3 separate regions of the Mus musculus genome follow, and all the other regions are linked to region 2. A link is a contact called in public Hi-C and promoter capture Hi-C data. All regions are on one chromosome and are shown on one strand. The core of a region is the stretch at or near the end of the contact, and the rest is flanking DNA. Distances in the headings are between cores, read along the strand shown. Region 1 has its middle 27 kb from the start of Lum. Region 2 overlaps Gm34114 (a long non-coding RNA gene). Region 3 holds the start of Kera (keratocan).

The links. Promoter capture Hi-C pulls out the DNA fragments that hold promoters and counts their contacts. A called contact is a pair of places that touch in the nucleus more often than the background predicts.
Region 1: a Hi-C map of the N1E-115 cell line shows a contact between it and region 2, with 3 times the contacts expected there. The contact joins two enhancer-like sites. A contact is called at or near these places in 1 of 15 datasets of contacts at CTCF or cohesin (the NIH/3T3 cell line), 1 of 484 Hi-C or Micro-C datasets (the N1E-115 cell line) and 3 of 115 datasets of contacts at active chromatin or transcription factors (fibro-adipogenic progenitors, heart atrium and vascular smooth muscle cells).
Region 3: a promoter capture Hi-C map of cranial neural crest shows a contact between it and region 2. The contact joins the promoter of Kera here to the enhancer-like site in region 2. A contact is called at or near these places in 7 of 39 promoter capture datasets (the 3T3-L1 cell line, cranial neural crest, embryonic stem cells and 4 more).

The regions. Positions count from the first base shown.
Region 1 is chr10:97,536,271-97,540,031 of GRCm38.p6, forward strand. No RefSeq gene overlaps it. Among named protein-coding and RNA genes, the nearest start is that of Lum, 27 kb to the right of the region's middle. Within about 2 kb of position 1,386, at least 21 of the 459 cell types and tissues checked have an H3K27ac peak or open chromatin away from gene starts, as enhancers often do. A contact at or near this core is called in the N1E-115 cell line, where this site is marked.
Region 2 is chr10:97,395,765-97,399,204 of GRCm38.p6, forward strand. All of the region lies in intron 3 of Gm34114 (a long non-coding RNA gene), which reads right to left. Among named protein-coding and RNA genes, the nearest start is that of Mir3966, 26 kb to the right of the region's middle. Within about 2 kb of position 1,992, at least 17 of the 459 cell types and tissues checked have an H3K27ac peak or open chromatin away from gene starts, as enhancers often do. A contact at or near this core is called in the N1E-115 cell line, where this site is marked.
Region 3 is chr10:97,605,084-97,608,951 of GRCm38.p6, forward strand. Kera (keratocan) reads left to right here and starts at 2,122. Exons shown (of 3, transcript NM_008438.3): 1 at 2,122-2,294; 2 at 3,690-3,868. The coding sequence starts at 3,698.

The DNA.
Region 1 (3,761 bases), core at 136-2,635, 140 kb after region 2:
AATTTCATAGCTGAAGCCATATCTCATGGGAAACTAAGAGGCACATTTAGACAATTAGGTTACATTAATCATTTGCTTATAAAGAACACATATGATCACTTGATCTGATAAAAAGAATGAGTAAAAAGAAGTCTTGAAAAAATTTATTTTTCTTTCTCTTTTCATACAGTGTGTAGGTGAGGGGTGAGAGGTGAACTCTTTCAATCTGAACATGTTTTTATGAAAGAAAATGGAAAGAAAGTCTCTGTCTGACAACTTAGTTAATTGTTTAATGAATCCACGTGTTTGGTGAGGAGTTAGAATGTTGCAGAAAGTATGCTGGATTTGAAGAAAACAAAGTGTCTTATGTCCTGATTTAAAAGATAAACTCAAAATATTACTTCTGCATTTTTCTCTCTTCCCTTCCCTTCCCTTCCCTTCCCTTCCCTTCCCTTCCCTTCCCTTCCCTTCCCTTCCCTTCCCTTCCCTTCCCTTCCCTTCCCTTCCCTCCCCTCCCCTCCCCTCCCCTCCCCTTCCTTTCTTCCTTTCTTCCTTCCTTCCTTCTTTCCTTTTCCTTTCTCTTTTCAGACAGGAATTTCATCATGTAGCAGAGGCTAATCTTGAACTTATGACCCTCGTGCATCAGCTTTCCTAGTGCTTAAATTGCAGGCACGGAAAACCACATCTGGCTACAACAATGTTTTTAAAATTAAGTTAAATAACAATATCTAAGAAGGTCCTAAGAGGAAATTAAAGTAAAAAAAAATATTGCATCATCACTGTAGATTAAATTTCCTGTGGCTGATCCCACTTCAGGACAGTCATCTGGAACACTGTAACAAATGCCAGGCCACCTACAAGTCAAAGGACAGCTTTCACTTGGAATCAGGAAATGACAAACAAATGCAGGACTCCAGATGTTTCCGGATGCTGCTTTTGTTTTTAAAAACTAAAACTTCTCACAACATCTGGATTGATAGGAATAGCTTTGAAAGTTATTCCTTCCTGGAGTCAGCAGCTCTCATTGGTGAGAGTTTTATTTTGCAAAGATGGATGCTAATAAAGCAGTGGTTTCTCTGAAGAGGAAATTAATGATTTCTCCCGTGAGCATCTGTGAGTCAGCTCAAGCTTGCAGGCTGCTGTGGTTTCCACAGAGCAAACATTTTCTCCAGATGTTAGTGTCTATTTCTTTTTTCGTTTTTTAAGAGAAATGGGCCCTTTACTTGGGATGCACAGCTAGAAACATTAATACAAATACAAGTATCTATGTTATACATAAAGCATAGTTCTGATTTGGTTTCATTTACACTGAAAACACCATGACCAAAGGCAGCCTGGGGAAGAAAAGTACCTATCCCATTTTTGTTACCAGTCCTTAGTCATAGTATCATAGTCCATCATCAAGTATCTATTTCTACATTTTCTTCACTGGACATGCCAAAGACCTTGGTCAGACGGCAGTGGTGGCAATGCAGTGAACAGTGTTTTGTGAATTTCTGGTGCTTTTTATTTTATTTCTTCCGTTTTTGCACATTTTATATTGTGATAGATGAATCAAAACACAAGAGAGTGCATATCAAGGAGATGACATGTGACCTTCCATTTCATGCACGATGTGTAATTTGTAAATCAAGTTGGTTGAATGTGATGATGCATACCCGCTACTCTAGCCATTAGGAGGAAGGAGCAAAAGGAGAACTGTGAGCTTGAGGCCAGCCTGGTTTCCATGGTGAGGTCTGGTCCACCTGACTTCATAGTGAGACCCTGTCTGAGAAGAACAAAATAAGCAACAACAACAACAAGAACAAGTCAGTTTAAGCATCACTAACTCCTCAAATATTAGTCATTTCTTCATGGGCAAAGACATCACAATATTCCAGTTTTATTTTTTTAAGATTCCATTCATTATCAGTGTCTGAGATCAGCATGCTTTTAAGAACATACCAGAGCTTTCTATTTTCATCTCTTGAAGCATCAAGAGATGCTCAGTCTCTCCCCATCCTTTCCCCAGCTCTGGCAGCCCCTTTCTCTTCTCAGCTTCTGTGAGACCAGCTTTGTAGATTAAACTTATGAGCGGAACCATGAATCTTGTGTCCCTCCGTGTCTGGTTTATCTCACCTAGGGCAACAACTGTGTCTTCCAACTGCATTCCTTCACTTGTATACAGTGGAATACTTCATTTTTGTTTGTTTTAGACAGTATCGCAGTGGAACACAGCTTGGCCTGGAGGTTACAGCAATCTCCCTCTGTCAGTCTCACAAATGTTGGAATTGCAGGTATGAATTAACATACCTGAATAGGAAAGCTAATGGCGAATAAAAATAAAAAGAATGAAACTCTCAATTGCAACAATCTGGCTGGAACTGGTTCTTTTAACTCTTCAGAACAGCAGGCTGCTGTCGGGTTAGACCCACTCTCTGGTGTTAGAGTAACTTACAAACGGAGTGCTCTGCGTTTTGCATGGTTGTGTTTGGTTTAGACTTGTATATATGCAACTATTCTTATTGCTGTTTCTCAATTGATAATGAATAATACTGTGGTAAGAAAAGCCAATCAGGGCTGAGAGATTCACAAGGGAATTGATATATTTATGAATGTGGCTATGTGAGCAAATGTAAGCATCTCCTGTTCTCCACAGGGAAAGGAGCCACAGAGCTGGACGTGTTGGTGAAGGAAACTGATCTTTTCCGGGATCTGTCCTCACTGGCTCCTATTTCTCTTTCTCTTCCTTTATTTTCTCTTCTTCTATTTATGCATTCCATCCCACACATGTCACAAAGGCACACTCTTGTAACATAAATGATAAGAAAAATAGAGCCTCCTTCGTGGCTCCTGCAGACTCAGGTCTCAAGAGTACAGAAAGAGTGGGCAGGCAGTCTAAGTTGCCGGGTGGAAACTTGAACAGCCACTGCCAGACACCATCCGGCCTCTGCCAGAACAATGCAGAGGAGTCATATAGACTAAATTTTGTGCACAAGTTTATTCTGGACGGCTTTTGCATCTGTGTATACAACTCATGTATCCTCAGGTTCACAGCCTTAAGCATAAATTGCAACAAAGGTGCCTATCACGGAAATTAGAAGCAAGTTAGCAGACACTCTGGTTTCTTTTTGTTTGTTTGTTTTGTTTTGTTTTGTTTTTGTTTGTTTTGTTTTTTTCGAGAAAGGGTTTCTCTGTGTAGCCCTGGCTGTCCTGGAACTTACTCTGTAGACCAGGCTGCAGGTGAACTCAGAAATCTGCCTGCCTCTGCCTCCCAAGTGCTGGGATTAAAGGCGTGTGCCACCACACCCGGCTAGCAGACACATTGTTAACAAAGAAAGACAGAATGCTCTTTTAAGATCACAAAAATAACCATTATGACTTTTACTAAATATTGATCAAAAAGTCCTCAACAGTACACTACTAAAACAAACAAACAAACAAGTAAATAAATAAATACCAAGAAGGAAAATGTAAATCTGTGTTTCTTAGATGATGACATCAATACGTACACACACACACACACACACACACACACACACACACACACACACACACACACACACAAACCAACCAACCAACCAACCAAACAAACAAACAAACAAAAAACCCAATACAGTAGCAAAAAAAACACTGGAACCTATGAATTTCAATAGAATATATAGCATTTTTTATTTTACTCATTAATTACAAAAAGGAATAAAGAAAAAAAGAAAAAAATGAAGAAAGAAAAGATATGTAATTTTAAAGGGAAATTTTTTATTTATCTTAGAATTACCAAATACATTAAAAATATTCAAATT
Region 2 (3,440 bases), core at 742-3,241:
ACAACCTGCCTTTAACCCAAGTTCTCAGGGCTGGAGATAGAGACAGGAGGATCGCTGAGACTAGTTGGTTTCTAGTCTAGCCAGGGAAAGGCAAACCCCACATTCAAAGGAAAACCTTTAAACAGATAGAGGTGAAAAGCTTTTTCCCTTTTGTAACCTTTGCATACATACAGAAACACGTTGTATACAATCACACAGACATCCATTCACACATAATCTTTTAATCTTTAAAAGTAGAGCAGACAGATGATGTCAAACAGAGTAGTTTGTTACGAAACAATGGCTAAGTGGATAAGAACATGTACTGCTCTACAGAGGGCCCACATTTGGTTTCCAGCACATATCTGGTGACTCACAAATATCCTATGCCTTCGGTCTCTGTAAGCACAGTGACCCACATTTGGTTTTCAACACATATCTGGTTGCTCACAACCATCTGTAGCTACAGTTCCAGGGGAATTCTATGCCTTGGGTCTTTGTAAGCACCACATTCACATGCCTATACATATATGCACACACAGATGCATTATTAAAAATAATAAAGATAACAGATTCAAAATGAAGAACCAAGGGCTAAAACTTCATCAGATGGGTACTATGTTGTGTACGAGATGTGTTCAAGATCAAGACAGACAATAATCCCAGAACTGAGGAGGGGAAGTAGGTACAAACCCACCTCCTAATGCTAGCTAAGGAGGTATTAACATTTGATTGTTATTGTTTCTGGAAGAGAGAAAGTCAGTTGATTTGTTCAATGTAATGATATCTGGTATATGTACCACATAGGCCTCATGCTTAGGAAGAGTTAGCACAAACTGCTTTCCATGGTTTTGGTTTTTGTTTGTTTGCTTTTGTTGTTACTGTTGTTAATTTGTTTAGTTTTACTTTATGGGAGAGAGAGAGAGAGAGAGAGAGAGAGAGAGAGAGAGAGAGAGAGGGAGGACATGGCATTTAATGGATAGGGGTAGAAGAGAATCTGGAAGAAGTTGGAAAAGAGGCATGAATATGACTGAAATATCTGAAATATCATGTATGAAATTATCAAAGAATAAATAAAAACATTATTTTAAAAATAGACATTAAAAGGAAAAAGCAACAGAGTGATTATAAAGTAGGAAGAAAGCCCAGAAGAAGGTTTAGACATGGAAGTTGTGAAGTTTTCTTCTCCCCCAGTGGCTCCATGGAAGGGCAATGTGAGGCAGATTTGTTTGCATAACTACTCTTTAGATGCAAGTTTACTAGATTAAACTACCTTGGTCACATATAAAGAATCATACAGAGAAGTTTTGTGTTCCCATCGGGATATTTTGGATGTCAAGAACAAGAACATGAAATCAGCACACTGTTCAGAGAGACAGAAAAATGAATGATCTTCGAGTCTGTAGTCTTTTCCAGTTTCCAGAGGGAAGAAAGAACTCAAGTGAAAAGAAGGGTAAGGTTGTCAAGGTGAGTCAGAGCCTACAGTGACTGAGCCCTCGTAAGTGGAATGTATACTTGGAGGTTCAAGCAAGCTGCTTTCAACTTAGAGGTAGGTCTACTCTTTCAACAAGCGTCTGATGCTTGCCAGGACCAGAGCAATATTAAACATTTATCTTGGGTTAAATCTCCAGTCTTTGTAATTCAATAAAAGGGCTGGCTGTCTCTTAGAAAATCGAGCCAGCAAATCCTACAGTACTATGGAAATTGGAATGCATTGAAGAGAAAACTGTGCCTTTGGGTTCTGGCAATACATAAAGAAACGAGATGAAATCTGTATGTAAACACAAAGGGGAACAGGGAGCTGTGGTGAGTTCATAGATAAACGTGGTGTAAGTGGAGAGGATTTACCCGAATACCCTTTGAAAAGTGGCCTGCAGAATCATCTTAGCACAACGTTAATGCTTGCAGAATGTAAGAACAAGTACCAAAGGAGAGGCTGGCAGTGCTTACCCATTTCAAGAGTCCTTAATGAAAGCAGACAAGAAGCAACTGGTGTTGGGAGGTAGCCATAGGGAAGCCAAGTGTGGGAGCTTACATAGGAGAGAGCGGAGAGAGGCAAAGGAAAGGTGCATTGCATATGATGTATCATGAAGAGAATCATTTTCTTCTTTAGACATTTTTACATTTCAAAGACTTGCAACAAAGGAACTCATAAAAGTAGGGGAAAATTCAAGTTTAAAATGTTTTTTCCAACTTTACCCAGCCTTTTCCAGGCACGTACATCTTTCAGAGAATAACAGATTAACGATGTTTTGGTACAAACCAGATAATTGGGTTGTGTGGCAATATTTGTACAAAACTAAGATAAGGCTGTGTTTTCCTGTAGCTTCCTGTGCTTATTCCTCTGAGTGTTTGAGGCAACACTTCACAGGCCAAGATAAAATATGGCCCCACTAATCCTGGCACTCAGAGAGTTTCCAGTCTTTGTCTTTGTAAGCAATGGTGCAAAAAAAATAAAATAAAAGTCTTACATTTCCAGAGATCCTGTGTCAGGTCAGGAGATGCAGGCCAAGAGTTCAAAGAACTCTAAAAGATACCACCAGACTATAATCCTCCCATTTATTTTATTTTATTTCAATACAATGTTGTAATTTTTCTATGTAGACATCAGGATCAATTAGGTACAATGACAAGGACTGTTCCAAGTATAAGACCAACCTTGGCTACACAGTGAGTTCAAGGCCAGCTTGAACAAGAAACAGGATTCTGTTTCTTATTTTTTTTTTTTCTGTTTGCTTGGTTTTGTCTGGATTTTTTTTTTTTTTTTAAGAAAAAACTGTGATTATCTTTGTTTCATTTTGTGCTTGTTATTTAATGAACCTTTAGAGATTGATGTTTATATATTAAAATGGGAAGAATAACCTATGTAAACTCATTTTTTTCTTAATGTCTCTGTATATTCTATGAATTGCTTATGAGCCAAGCAAAAAAATATCCATATGGCCGCTGGGTTCTTAATTTTTGAGAATTATATTGAAAATAATTTTGTGGGAAACAAATATGCATATGTTAGTAGGCCAGTGCACATGTACAGAGCTTTAATAGTTATTGCAAGATAAATACACATGAACATAAATTCTCAGTGAGAAACTACACGTGACCAGCTTATTGAAATCACCATTTTAGAATGACTTCTAACTCTGAAGGGAAGATTACTATAGTATTGAATTATATAAGCAGCAGTATGGACTGTCCAATTAAACCCAAGCAGTTAAAAACAGACACAACCTCATCTATGCATGTCTAGCTGCTTTATATATGTGTAACTCTATGTTTGTGTTTGCATTTCTATGCATGCATATGTATCAACACCTACATATATGAGTATATGTATATGAGTGCCTCTGTTAAACTGGATAACTGAATATATGGCTGATATGTCCATTTCTAAATTCTCTATTATCTCTCCTTAGTCTGTTTGACATGTTTTCAAACTTTTAGTTGTTGTCCTTTGCTTATTT
Region 3 (3,868 bases), core at 872-3,371, 210 kb after region 2:
TTATTTAGGTGTCATTGCAACTCTATCAGATAGGTAGTTCTACTATTATAAATCGAAGATTGTATTAGCCTTAATTTATAGATCACAAGACTAAGAAGAGAAATTATTATCCATAGTTATCATTTCTACCTAGTAGGTAGATAAACATATGTTGGCATGCTGGTTTTATTCCATGGCTATTTTGGAGATAACTTGTTTAAGAGACATTGTAACAGAAAGGCGGATGGAATCATATAGGAATTGTGTATACATCAGGAAATGCCCCAGAATAGCAGGCAGCAACTCAGAACCTTTATATGCTTAGAAGCACATCCAGAATTATACATAGTGTTAAAAAGAAGGAACACAGCCCCAAGACGCAGATAAAAGGGGATTTAATGAATGGGGAAACTATATTGGAGACAGTGACATCCCATTAGAGGAAAATTGAATGAACTAGGTGGTTTGGTACTGTCCTGGGGCCTGTAAGAGGCTCAGGAAGGTTTCAGTAAATTGGTGCATGTGTAGATCAAGACTTATTTTGTTAGAACTATGTAAAGAAATGACAGAACTAGAAATCGCATTTCAATGAGTAGATTGTAAGTGGAACAGTGGATGGAAAATAGACTGGAGACATAAGTGGAATGCACTGATTTTTCCCACTGAATACATAGAAATATTTGGGTAATAAGTTTAGAAATGACCTGTCAGTTTGTTCCGAAAGAAAGTTGGAACTTTGGAACTGTGTAGATTCGAACGTCCCATCTCACTTCTATCCCATGAGTTTAGAAAAATAAAAAGAAACAGGGAGAATAGAAAACAAACAAACAAAAAGACCAAACATGATTTAGAAAAGAGAGGGTTGGTTTTGAAAAAAGAGTAAAAAATATCTAACTTATTATTAAAATTATGTCCTGAGTGTACGAGCAGGGATATGAAGAGATTTGGATGAATCATCCCTTATTTAATCTGCAGCCATTACCACGTGTGTCTTTTCTAGCTAGGTGTATAGCACAAATTCCAAAGAAAGCCTTGTACCTGTATTTACTTATTGTTTTTTCAAACCTAAATTTGTTAAGTAGTCCATTGTTGATGTGTAGATGATACAACTGAGTTCTAATTGACCCACATAAGATCAGGGAAAGGTAGGTTTAGAAAGGCCCTTCCACAACAGTGCCCTCTGTCTTTGATACAACTCCTGTGAACAGTGTTGCTGGGGCGTAGTCATTAAAGTCTTTTACCACTTGGTAGCCTACACTTCTCAAACAAAATGACTACAGTCAACAGAGCACAGCCCCACGCAAGACAGGGTTTATTTGCATCCCCCCCCACTCCCCATGAACAGAATTTCTGCTTTCTCCCCTTGAACGTGATAAATAGAAGAACTTACCCATATGTTAAATAAATGAAGCCACTGCACCAGAATGCCTTTTAAGTCACTGAATGCAAAACATGTGCTAAAATATAATAGTAAAAGACCTCCTGTCTTATTAGTTACTTAAAGTTATTATTAAGGAGTGTGGAATATAGACATAAAATTGATTCTGTAGAACAAAGGTGATTACCAAATTCAGTACTTAGATGAGCTATAGCTACTCAGGGAGGATTTTAATTTTTTGCAAATGTATGTTTTCCTTAATAAAAAGATTCCAGCATCTGTTTCATATCAGAGATGAATAAAATATGTCCACATGAGCAGAATACATTGGCCTTTACTTTTGTGTTTAATTGTTTTAAAAGATCATTTAGAGAAAAAAAAACACATTTCCAAATCTTTTGTTTTCGTTACAATTAAAATTCTACTCAGTTGCTGCCTGGTGGATCAGATCTGTACATCAGTGCATTTTAACATCCCTGGAATTGTGGAGTAAGAGGAAAACTTCCCTTGACTATTGAAAAACATTCGTGGACTTAAAAGAAAATTTTTCTTTGCTGAGCTTCATAGGTGACAAGGTACTGGAATTGTTGGATGGGTTGAAATTGGAGCCAACAGTGCACACACCTTACAAAGGACTCTAAAAATCTGACAGCAAAGATTGGGTCAATTCATTACTGGGAGCAGCAGTGACCAATAGGAAAGGAAGGAGAAGATCCAAGAGGGCTGAGGTAAGCCATCCTGAAGCCTGTCAGAGTGGAAACAATACATCAAAAGCTCTTCTTGGTGACCAGTCATCCTACTTTTCATTTTTTTTCAGACTGGAGATTTAATAGCATAAAGTCAAAACATTTTTTTTCTTTTTGTTATCCCCCATCAACTTATTTTAGCTAACCTAACACCAGCCACAGGACTCAACGGTATATTCCTGGAAAGCAAGGTAAACTATTTTGTACTTTTTACAACTTTTGGGTTGGAATTAAGACTTCTGATTCAAAAGATTCAAGATTACAATTTCAATAATTAATGCAAAAAATGCATGATTCTACTTTGAAAAAAAATTAGATTTTCTTTGTTGGAAGCCATCCAGAGGAGCATTCTGCAGCCAGAGGGATTCTGACAGCTTGCAGAAGCAGACCTGGACTTTAATGGGAGGAATTAAAGGCCAACATTAATAAGTGATTTTATTTTCAGGTCCCTATGAATCAGTGAAATGTATTTGCGCTTCGTTGGTATAGCTAAATGTATATTAGGGAAATTGAAACGTTTATATATGTGTGTGTAACACATATGTTATAATAGTGTCTTTAAAATACTTACTATACTTATATTTTTCTCGAGACAGTAGTTCTTTGTGACTGTTATATGGGGTGCTATTCAATGGGGAAAGTTTCTCTCCTCTAAAATTATCATACACCAGAATGTATTAAACTAGTTTTTGTTAGTATCTATATTGGACCTATAAGTATAGGGGAATTTCTGACCTATGTTCTAAATATTTTTTATTCTTTCTTATCCTGATTATTTATGCAATATTTGAATAAACATAAGTAATACATTGGCAGTATATGCAATTTCTGTCATATACAGTCATGAGCATATATATATGCATTTGTTCAAAATAGAAAGTCTAAATGAAGGAGATTGTAAGAATTATATAGGAGATAATGGTTATGTGAGACAATTCATATTCCATTTCATGGCTGCCCATCTTGATTCTGATACTGTACTTAAAGCTATACAACTCTTTCTCAAAAGGAAAACTTACCTGAAAAGTTCAGAATCAGAGATGAGTCACACACTTTTCTTCAGATCCTAGACCCTTCCTTCACCATAACCTTCTAAATTGTCCTTTGATCTCTACATGTCTTTGGTCCATGGGCCAAAGAACCTGGAAAATATCCTCCAGATGTTGGCTCATTTAAGGGTAAAAATAAAAGCACATGCAGATGCCCATCTCTGAGGAACGAAGTCTCCACTTCGCTTGTTAGTTCACGGTTTGTTCTTTTATACTCACTACTGGTTTCAGTGAAGTTTCTTGAATTAATAACTTGAAATGGAAAAGCACTTAAAGTTGCTGAGCTTTGCTTTCCGTTTCTCAGCCATCGCTATGACTCAGTTCAACCCAGATTGCTCAGTGGCTGTGGATTTCTTTCAGTGTCTGTAAAGTGCTTTTCCTATGATGGGTACTCAATAAATGTGACTTCGTTTCTATGCCTGGATGGGAAGTTGATACTCTCAGCTTTCCTGTAAGGAAACAACGCATACGGATTTGATGCATGCAAGTGTTTAAAGACTAATGGATTATTCGTAACACTTGTTGCTTATTCCACAGGTGCTGTAATGGCAACCCCAAACTGTTTAATACTCTGGGTGTTACTCATAGCAGATACTGTGTGGACACAGAGTGTGAGACAGGCCTATGAAATACAGGACCCAGAGGACTGGGATGTCCACGACGACTTCTATTGTCCCAGAGAATGCTTCTGTCCTCCCAGTTTCCCTACTGCCTTA